Linked DNA regions of Anas platyrhynchos: region 2 is linked to region 1. A link is a contact called in public Hi-C data. All regions are on one chromosome and are shown on one strand. The core of a region is the stretch at or near the end of the contact, and the rest is flanking DNA. Distances in the headings are between cores, read along the strand shown.

The links. A called contact is a pair of places that touch in the nucleus more often than the background predicts.
Region 2: a contact with region 1 is called in a Hi-C map of skeletal muscle, with 2.0 times the contacts expected there. The contact joins the promoter of FLNB here to the enhancer-like site in region 1. A contact is called at or near these places in 3 of 8 Hi-C or Micro-C datasets (skeletal muscle, small yellow follicle and subcutaneous adipose tissue).

Annotation. Positions count from the first base shown.
Region 1 is chr13:12,467,596-12,472,637 of IASCAAS_PekinDuck_T2T, forward strand. FLNB (filamin B) reads right to left here. Exons shown (of 48, transcript XM_072044619.1): 29 at 4,643-4,729; 30 at 3,687-3,810; 31 at 2,891-3,047; 32 at 1,080-1,269. Among named protein-coding and RNA genes, the nearest start is that of DNASE1L3, 33 kb to the left of the region's middle. Within about 2 kb of position 2,611, at least 4 of the 8 cell types and tissues checked have an H3K27ac peak or open chromatin away from gene starts, as enhancers often do. A contact at or near this core is called in small yellow follicle, where this site is marked.
Region 2 is chr13:12,529,940-12,534,981 of IASCAAS_PekinDuck_T2T, forward strand. It overlaps FLNB (filamin B), which reads right to left and starts at 3,039. Exons shown (of 48, transcript XM_072044619.1): 1 at 2,940-3,039; 2 at 335-391.

The DNA of each region.
Region 1 (5,042 bases), core at 1,361-3,860:
CTGCCGCTCTGTTTTTTCCATTGTGCCAGCAACATATTTCTGGTTTAAGCAGGCCTGAAAGCAGCCAGCTGCTGGTCTGGCACTGGGTACACTCTCACTGCACAATTCAGGTCGGTACAATGCCCAGACAACTCTCACGGGTCTACAAGCAGAGATTAAGTTTCCCTGCTCAGTTTGGCCTTGCCCAATGTATTTATTTATAAATCACGGGACTTAACGTTCAGTGATGTTGCTGTAACTAGTTCCTACCCCTTCTGCTCCTTCCCACAGCCTCTTGCTGGCTGGGAGGTGGCAGCTTGCCACAGTGGCCAGCCCAAAGCTGCATGATGACCACTCGGTATGAGAATGGGCAAGGGCTGAAGCTATAAATGTGCTCCACCAGTAACAAATTTAGAATTCCTCCCCTCTACCAAGGTACTGATTTTTGAGTTGTAGTAACTTTTTATCTTGAAGGTTTCTCCTTCCATTCCCTCTTCCAAAAGTCCGTCCGCACTCTGGCCAACTTCAACCGGACAGAAAAGCAGCAGAAAACACTACCAATAATACCCAGCCTGAGCAGGATTTGCTAACCTTAAAGTACACAGCCAGCTACTTTCACCCACAACACGGATTCTGTTCTTGCTCAGAATGAAAAGCTTCTTGCAATTCTATTAGTGTAAAGAGCATGAATGCAGTGAACATGTGCAGGTGTGTTATTCTTAAATCAACCTCACTGCAATTCTCAACAGGGTTTACCTAGGCCAAAATAAGCATCAAACTTCAGTTGCATCTAGCTGTTTGTAACAACACCCTAGATGGTTTAAAAGATTTTGCTAGGGACTGCAAGAGATTCCTGTTCACTCCATGGGGTAGAGGGTTCTCTACCTTTATGAAAACCCCTCCTGTAGGAGCAGCCAGATTACACAAATCTCCAGCGTATTCTACAAAGTCAGATCTCTCATGCTCTTTTCCCTCCTCAAATTAGCACTTTTTCAGAATTAACACTCACTAGACAGCGCACAGGGAGCACGTGCAGCCTGTTACATCAACTATTACACCAACAGTTACAACAACTGCAATAGCCAGGACCCAGCACACACCTGTGGCCAAACACTTGCTGGCATCCCCCGCTGGAGATGCCCGGATGCGGTATGGAGAGGACGGGATGTCATCGCCACCGTACTTCACGCCGATTGTATAGCGGCCCGTTTTGTCGGGGACGTAGGTCACAGTGTAAGTGCCATCCTTGTTGTCATGAATGTCCACCCTCTTGGGCTTGCCCTCTTGGTCCTGAGGAAAGCAAAGCAGAAGATTTAGGCGCCATGAAGTTAGTTATGATTTCCTCCAGCAGGATAGCAAACCTTTCGCAGCCATACTTAGATGGTATCAAAGAGGTTCAGAACTGAAGCTCAGAATCAAAGTACAAGGAATAGATTATTATGAGCACTGTAAAACAGTCCGTGCTATCAGCAGCTGGGCTTTGCTCGATACCAAAACCTTTAAGATGTAGCAAGCCATTTTAATTAACTTTGCATTAACTGTACAAAGTTTTAAGCTTTGTTGTCATATAGCTGCTGGAAATGAAGAACACCTCTCAGGTCCCCAGGGCACAGATCAGGAGTCAGAGCAGGCATCTCTATCCGGATAAAGCACCGGGTTGCTTTGCCCAGCTGCTCCCTGAAAGGTTTGAGGTCAGGAAGTAGTGAGGAGGGCTGACAACAGACTCCAGTATGAGGCATCCAGCTCTTGAGATACTGCAAGATCTACAGTTAAAAGCAGGTCTGTGCAGTCCCTTCAAACACTACTTCTAAACTGAATAGAAGAATTAAAGAGCTGCATAAACAATACAGACCTGAGCCTCAGCATCAAGCCTCCTTATCTAAAACCAAGATCAGCACTGTGTAAAATGATTCGGACAGAGCCGGTCCCAGCTTTCAGTGCAACCCAACAGCTGCAAAGCGTGAAGCACTTTAGAAAGTCCTCCAGGCCTGCTCACACACAAATCTACATGTTGATGCCATTTATAATTTATGGCTTAAGCTGCCTGGACTACAGTAGAAGCTGTGACGGACTTGAGATTCCAGGTACAGTGTGAAAGAGCTTGCTCCTTTCAGAGATCCCTGTGAAATATTTGGCATTCACAAGCTGAGAACCAGAAGCTAGAGAAAACACATTCCCACCACACAGGGCTTGTGGAACTTAATCTTCAAAGCCATAGCCATGCTGGGAGCTCTGATAAATATCCCAGATCCTTTAAGGGCACACTTGCATTCCAGAATAAAGCCAATTGTTTTGCAGCACCTGAGCAGATGGGACAGCACGGGAGCAAGAATGCAGAACGGCAAGTACAACCGGCCATGCCATGACCTAGGCATGCCAGGGCTGAGAAATGTGCTTTATGGCCCACTAAACACAGACATTTTTGCTGAGGCCATGGAGTCCAAGCATCTGAAACTTCAGGGAATGCAATAACCAAGTCAAACAAAAAACATTCCTGTAATATCTCTTTAAATGGCTTACAACTTCAAGCAACCTTGAGGGAAACTCGTTATCATCACATAATGCTCAGTGTGGATGTTACATTGTGGCCTTGCTGAACTACACTGATAGCAGGCTGTCTCCATTTCAAATTCCATCATTTCTGTAATCTTGTAAAGAGCCTGTATTTATCTCTTTTGGAGGGGCATTTGCAGAGTGTAAGGTTAATTATGAGCCAAATATAGCATGGGTGATGACTAAGACAGAAGTCTCAGAGAAGCAATTTCAAGAGCTTCACAAATACAGAGCTTAAGGCCCAGCCAGCAGTCCAGTCTTCAGAACACCGAAGGCTGTGCACACTTCATACAGGAGCCACTCAATCCCACCTAGAAACAATTTGTTGCAACCCCCCCATGGTTTTGCAATTACTCACAGTTATCTGTACAGTGAGAAGTCCCTGCCCGGCATCTTTAGCATCCACGGCAAACTCCACAGGCAGGCTGGCTGGTATGCCATAGGAACTGAGACCTGGTCCACTTGCTGTCACTTTGCTGGCATCATACGTAGGAAGCACCTTCACCTTGAAGGGACTTTAAGAAAAAAAAACACATTATCACCCCCTCCTCCTAAATCATGGTTGATCATTGTTGCAGAACACACTACACAGGTGGACAGCACAAGGGGCATTTGACAACACTACCAGCTTCATTTGAGCCTTTAGCCAATGCCCAGCTGATCACTGGGACAGTTTTCCCTTCCCTCAAAGGGTGATACAGGACACTGCTAACTCAAGAGGAGATCTGACATGCTGCAGAGCATTTGAGCTACTGGGACACATGCACATCCCAGAGCCTCTGCAGTGCCTGAACCCACGGAATGGTGTTCTGGTTACTGCCCTGAGGAGTAGGTACAGCTCTCCCAGTAACTGTCTGGAGTAGAAAGGAAAGCTTAAAGCAGAGCTTTGTCGCAGGGATGAACGTCTTCAGAAAGACCACAGGCAGACGAGCTGAGCTGGAGCCGGTGCTGAGGTGCAGATACACCTCCCCTCTGGCATCCCTGCTGTAGATGCAGCAGTCTCAAATCACTGCTAAACCCAAAAGCCGTACATGTAGCTGTACTGGCTTAGTAGGAAGGACCACAGCTAGTCCTTAAATAGTATTCATGTGCTGGGAGAGCACAATCAGGTCATGAACTCTTCAGGTTATCTAAGTTTATCCTCACCACCTTACCTGCGAGGAATCTCTTCATCAGCATACTTGACAGAGATCATATACGGTCCCTCCAGGGTAGGGGTGTACACCACTGTGTGGGTGCCATCTCCATTGTCTACCACATTAACAGGCTCCACAATTCCTAAAAAAGCAACAGACAATTCTCAGCTGCAATATTAAAACTCAATTCCTTATCAGCCATTTGATGTTACACAATGCTCTGCTGATTTACAATTTGGAAGAAGCTACATTTCATTCTTTATTTATTTATTTATTGTTTTGAATGAAGGTAATGGGCATGGATCAGTGATCAGTTTCCCTTATTTTGTATTCAAGAGCCATTAACTTAAGACAGATTTGCCATCAACTGCTCTCTGGGTACCCATCTTCTCACTGTAAACAAAAGCTAGCATGAAAATACTGGAGGAAAATCTGCCTTTTTGTACAGTCCTGGTCAAGAGCAATTTCTCAAAATACTCTGAAGATCTTCCCACGAAGAAAATGAGTAATGGTTATAATTGCCTGAACTGCCATTTACAAGATTACATACTGCCACTGGGATTCACTGCACAGAGTTGAGCCCTAAAGCCTGTTAGTGCATAGCATTCACCAATTTGAGTCTTTCACAATCAAGTATTAGGAAAGGCAGGCTCACTGCCTAGACAGGAGAATCCTGCAAGCTGCCAAAGTCATAAGAAAGAAGGATCAATTATTTCAATTTGCATTAAGCTAAACCTACAGCAGATTATGTGACGTATCAGTCCAGATCAACACACAAAGCAGTCTACAATTACAACTTGGCTTGAAACACAGGAAAGATTAGCAGTATAGTGAGTGCAAAAGAAATGTATAGTTGTCATGCAAAGCCTGAAAAGCAGCACAGTTTGTTCCCACTCCCTCCTCCAGATGATTCTTGCTGTTGCCAGTTGGATTTCTGAGAGCCCAAGTTGCCAGTAGTTAGTAAGAGTTCAAACCTGTTGCAGTGTCACCCTTTGGATCACCTTTAAAATCCGAAATCACTTTCAAAGGAGAGCTCGATCCCTGGGAATCCGTCTCATCCGCTAAAATTAAAGAACTGTTACCTGAAAGTCACTTGCACCAGGACAACCCGATACTCGAGTGGTGAACCGGCTCTCACCTCCTAGCAAGGCGCAACTTGGAGGCATCTAAAGAGTTTGATAGGGGCAACCTGTACACTACCCCTTGCTACTATTCTAGTAGGGCTTAAAGTTGCCCCTCAGCTGTGCCTCCTGGATGGACAGTTATTTCACTGCTGGGCTCTGGGGATCATTTTGGTGATGTTGCTCCACAGAGGGGCAAGGCTGTAGCAATGGTCCTGCATTGGTCTGAGCAGCGCCCTCGCTAACTGAGCGA
Region 2 (5,042 bases), core at 1,789-4,288, 63 kb after region 1:
TGCTTCAAATCAGCATTACACTCCGAATAATGTTGCGTGCAATATTTTGACATTATTGTAGCTTATTTCTTTCTCCCGTTCCCTTAAAAGAAAATTCTGTTCTAATTCCTCTATTTTCCACGAAGCGCTTTGATGGTAACAGAAAAGGAAGGGGCTGTGATGGGACCAAGTTCCTCTACCAGCAGGGAATTGCACGCTGCTGGTGGCACGAACAGCATCGCCCCATATAACCACGCGCCGGTGCTGGACATGTGTGTCCAGGTGTGACATCCACTGCTCAGGAAAAAACAAAAAATGGGGAGGGGGAGAAGGATGGCTAAAGCACGGGACCCACCTCGTAGCGAAGAGCCTCAGGAGCTTGATTTGGGACGAGCCTCGGTCACTGAAGCACCTGCATGGGATGAGAGGGTTCAGGTGGGGGCTCCCCCCAAGGCAGCTGCAGCTGCGCAAACATCCCCAACAGGGGCAACCTGGTGACCAACCAACCCACGCCCCTACTCACTTATTACAAAGGATCTTCCACCTCTGTATGTTGAAAAAACAGCATCAGATGTTTCTCTAAAGCTAGCTTAAGTTGGAACTATTGGAGCTGGCTGTCCCCCCGCTACGCTGTACCTCATCGCTAGCTTTGCAGCCCCTCTTCCCCAGGGGGTGAGTTCTCCTACAAACAGCATCTCCGAGTCTTACTCCTAGAAAGAACTAAATATCTTACTTCCATTTCTACAGAATTACTCTTGTTTGCTTATGGTAAAGCATTTTAGACCCAACAAATGAAATACCAGAAAGTTGACCTGGAGAAAGGAAATACTTTCTGTGGAATCCCATTTGCTCCCCGCTGAGAGGATGACTCACAAGGCTGCGAAGTCCCTCGGCAGCACACAGGGGTGTTCCTCTGGGGTGTGAAGCTGGCCCTCCTTTATCACAGATAACGCCTGCATGGCACCAGCATTGTTCTGCTGCCAGTGCCCCATCCGAAACAGGCTTTCAATGGCAAAAATGCACACTGAGATCCAGAAGGCAGGTGACCTTTGTGCTTGGGATTCCGCGTTGGGTTACGCTTACTTTCCTAATTAACATAATAGGTATTGCTTTTTGTTGTTGTCGTTAAGACAACTTTACTTAGTTTTAATAGGCTTTTTTTTTTTTTTGCATTTAAAATGTAGAGGAAAAGAGAAAAAAAAAAAACCACCATTGTTCTCCCACATGTTTGTTTTCACTACAACTGCTAAGAGGAAAAGCCCTCTACAAAAACAGGATGCAGCAGACTCCTCTGCTCGGCAGTCACCCGCAGCCCCCGCGCCCTCCACACTCAGGGCATGTTGCTGTGTTCATCAGGAGTCCATAGAAAGTCATATGGAAATGAAAAGCATCAATGGGAGTTTTATTACCCTCCTGAATGGGAGTGACATGAGGTCCCTGCTGAATAAACCCCACCAGCCTGGGCAGGTTCTGCTCCCTTTGGACAAAGCACAGGCTGCCTATAAAGCAGACGTCTTTCCCTGCAACCCTGCTTACAGACTATGGATGGGGATGTCCATGGGGCAAACCCCACTGTTGTGGGAAGGCATCGAGCCAAGGGCTGCATGGCAATAGCCAAGGCACCCAGTGGTCTCATCCCATGTCCCTGCTTGGGTGGCCTACGAGGCTGAGCACACGGGACCCAGCTGATGCTGCCCAAGTTGGGCAATGCCAGCCCCAAAGGACATCTCCAGCCCCCTGGAGGCTTCACCTCAAACGCAACATCTCTGGGGTGCCCTTGGGAGCAGGATCCCACGTGCACTGCTTCCCCTGCCTGCTTCTAGAAGGACCACGAGCAGTCCCGGGCTGTGCCAGCAGCCTCCAGGATAGGTGCCAGAACCCAGGCAGGAGGGCTCGCTGCGAGCGCGTTCCTGCAGGCTGCTATTAGCGAGACGATAAAAAATCCCGCTTTCTTTCTCCCAACACACTGGCTTTTGGAGGAGCTCATCATTCCAGAGAATAACGCTGACTTGTTCTCGGTGATACGGAAGAATAAATCAAAGGCGGTGGCCAGGAGAGCTGCGTTTCTGTAACCAAGAGCCGCATCTCTGGCCAGAAAGCACCTCGTGGGAATCCGATTCTGGCGACTCAGGGGCCTGTAAAGAGCAACCCGAGCTGTTCCGACTCCGAAACACGGTGATTGCAATCCCATTCACCCTGCTCAGAAACTACCACTTAACAGCCATCCGTCTGGCAGCCTCCGCGAGACACCGAGCCAAGAGTGTTATAATAAAGAAAAGAAAAAAAAAAGTGGGTCTCAGATTTTAGGGAAATACTTTTTCTGGTTTCTTTCTAAGGAAAAATATATAACGCTGTAAGGTTGGAGGGTATTCTTTGGGCTGAGGGGAACAATTTGCTGTTTTAGGTTTAGGTTTATAGGGATGGGGCGCTGCTCGTTTTCCTTTGAACCAAGCATAAGGCTTCTGCAGCTGAAGTAATCACTTTTGATCCAGCCTTGATTTCTGAGCAAGAGGAATCACTGCTCTAATCCCAGCGTTTTACAATGTAAACGATACAGTGAATGCTTATGCAAAAACCTTAGGTAAGACTCCGCTGCTTTATCCCGGCAGAATAAGGAGCAGCCCAATGATGGCACAGTGCCTGTCACCCGCCAGGTACTGCCTGCCTCCAGCAAACCGAAGGGCTGGGGACACAACCCAGCCCTCTCCCTGCAGCTACACCCGCTGTCATTAGGACCAGACCCTGACATTTCCAGCCCCCGAAGCCCCTCTCCGTTCACGCCGAGACCCTTCATCACTCAGAAGCTGTGAGCAAACTCCCGTCAGGAGTCGAAAACCCCCACCCAGCGCTTCTCCCTCCCACGCCCGCAGCATGCAGGGAGCTCCCCCCGCCACCACCCCCAGCCCCCCGGAGCCTCTCTGCTCCTTCCCAGGACCGAGGCCCCGTCCCCCGGTACCTACCGGGGGCTGCCCGCTGCGGGAGGGCTCCGGGCTCCGCTCCGCTGCCGGCCCGCGGCCGAGCTCCCTGAGGCGGCGGGCGGGCTGAGGGAGGGGCGCGGGCAGGGCGGGCTCGGCCCCTCCTGGGCTGCACCTCGGGGCTGGTGGGGGGCAGCCAGCCCCTTACCCCCACGGCTGGGGGGGTGTGGGTGCCGGGTGTCCCCTCCTCAGACCCCGGGGGTTACGCCTGGGGAGGTTTGGGGAGTGCCACTGGCAGCGCTTCTTCCCTAAAATGCTTCTTTGCCAAGAGCTTCAGGGCTGGGAATGGTTTTTGGGGGAGAAGCCCAGCTCTGTAAGGGAGTCTTGGGGTGTCCCAGCAATGGTCAGAGCCCGCTGGGCCCTACTCGTGCACCCAAATCCCAGTGGGTGTCCTGGGGACAGGGCTGAGCCGGGCCTGAGCTGAGAGGGCGTTTGTGCCTGTGAGGGGAGCGTCCGGCCCTGCTCTCACTCAGTGTTCCCCAAACCTGTGTGTACGTGGAGAGAGTAGGGCTGGCCCCCGGGAACTCAACTTCCTCTTACTTCCAGCAAGATGTGTAAAACCGCTACATGACAAGTCCTGACCTCCATGTTCCTCCTGCTCCGTGCTGCCACAAAGCCGCTGCATTTCGGGTGCAAGCATTTCGGGGCACAGCTTTCTGCTAGGCCGTGCCCTCATGCCAGCTCTCACCTCGACCCATTGCACACACCCCTACATATTGTTTTGAGGCCATAAATGGGAACCTTTGGGCTCCAGGCCCCCTAAGAAACTGAGCTAAACCCAGCCTTCTTCGAGGCTTCCTCAAAAACCCCTTGTTCCTCACGAAATTCTGCCCCCACGTAAAACCCTGCTGCCACAGCTCACCCACCCCCTGGCCCAGCCACCTACCTCAGCTTCATCTCAAAGCTGAATTTCACCCCTGTGTGTGTCACGGCTGGTCCCCAGGTCCTGGAGTACAAGAGGGGTTCTGCTCTCCTTGGGGACCAGATTTGGGTTTGGGTCATCTCACTGGGCAGCAGCCCCTGCCGCAGCTGGGGTTACTGAGCCAGCAATGCTGTGGTGCTGCCTGGGGGGCGAACGTCCTCCTCCCGGGGCAAGAAGCGGGTTCAAATTGTTTAGAGAACAAAACCCTGTTAGAACGTTTCATTGGAGTCCGGGGAAATTACTTCTAAAATACATATACATCGCATTAGCAGCAATAATATGCTTTTAAAAAGTCCACTGTAAAAGTAATGATGTTTAGGGACAGAGCCAGCATTTCAAGCCCGTCTGTATGGAGATCGCATCAGGCGCGTGGTTCATGTTCCCAGGTTCTGCAACGTGAAAGAAAATCCTCTGCTAGCTTGCTAAACTGAGATAGTTCAGTTGTGTGTGTAATACACAATAAATGTTTGTTCATTGTCTTTTGTAAAAACAAGGAGTTCTGTTTGAGGAACGGGAGTTGTGAAAACTCCCTGCTGAAGTAAGGAGCTGTATAATACTTGGCTAGACACTATGAAAATTCCTTTGCTTAATGTAACAAAAAAGAGAACCCTCTCCCCTTCTCTCCTTCTGCATCTCAGTAGCCTCTTTCGTTCAAAAAACACTGATGCAAAGTTCATGTAACCATCTCCTGATAAGTTGCTAACCTAGTGTATCAACACCCTGCCTTCCTGTCTCACGCTGGGCCAACATGACCAAATAAAGAAAGAAGTTGAACCACAACGCCGAGGAAGACTACGGCCTTCATCTTCACGACCACCAGAGGGACAGAGACGGCCCCCTAGCAACAGTGCGCGCAGTCGCAGAACGTACCCGGACGTGCCGCGTAATCCTGAAATCACCAAGATATAAAAAGGGACCCTGGGGGGGGGTAAGGTGCGCGCCGTTGGCGGAGCCGAGACTCCCCGGCCGCCCAGCGCTGTTTTGCTTGCTGTTGCTTACTCAATAAATTCCTTTCTATTATTAATGCAATGCTCTCTGAAAATTAATTAAGGGGGCAACTTATAACAGTGTGATTGTTGGAATTTGGAAAGCTTCATTAAAATTGGGGGTTTCATTAACAAATACAGGCTTTTCAGCTCGTACCTCAACTGCCCTTCTCCTCAGTC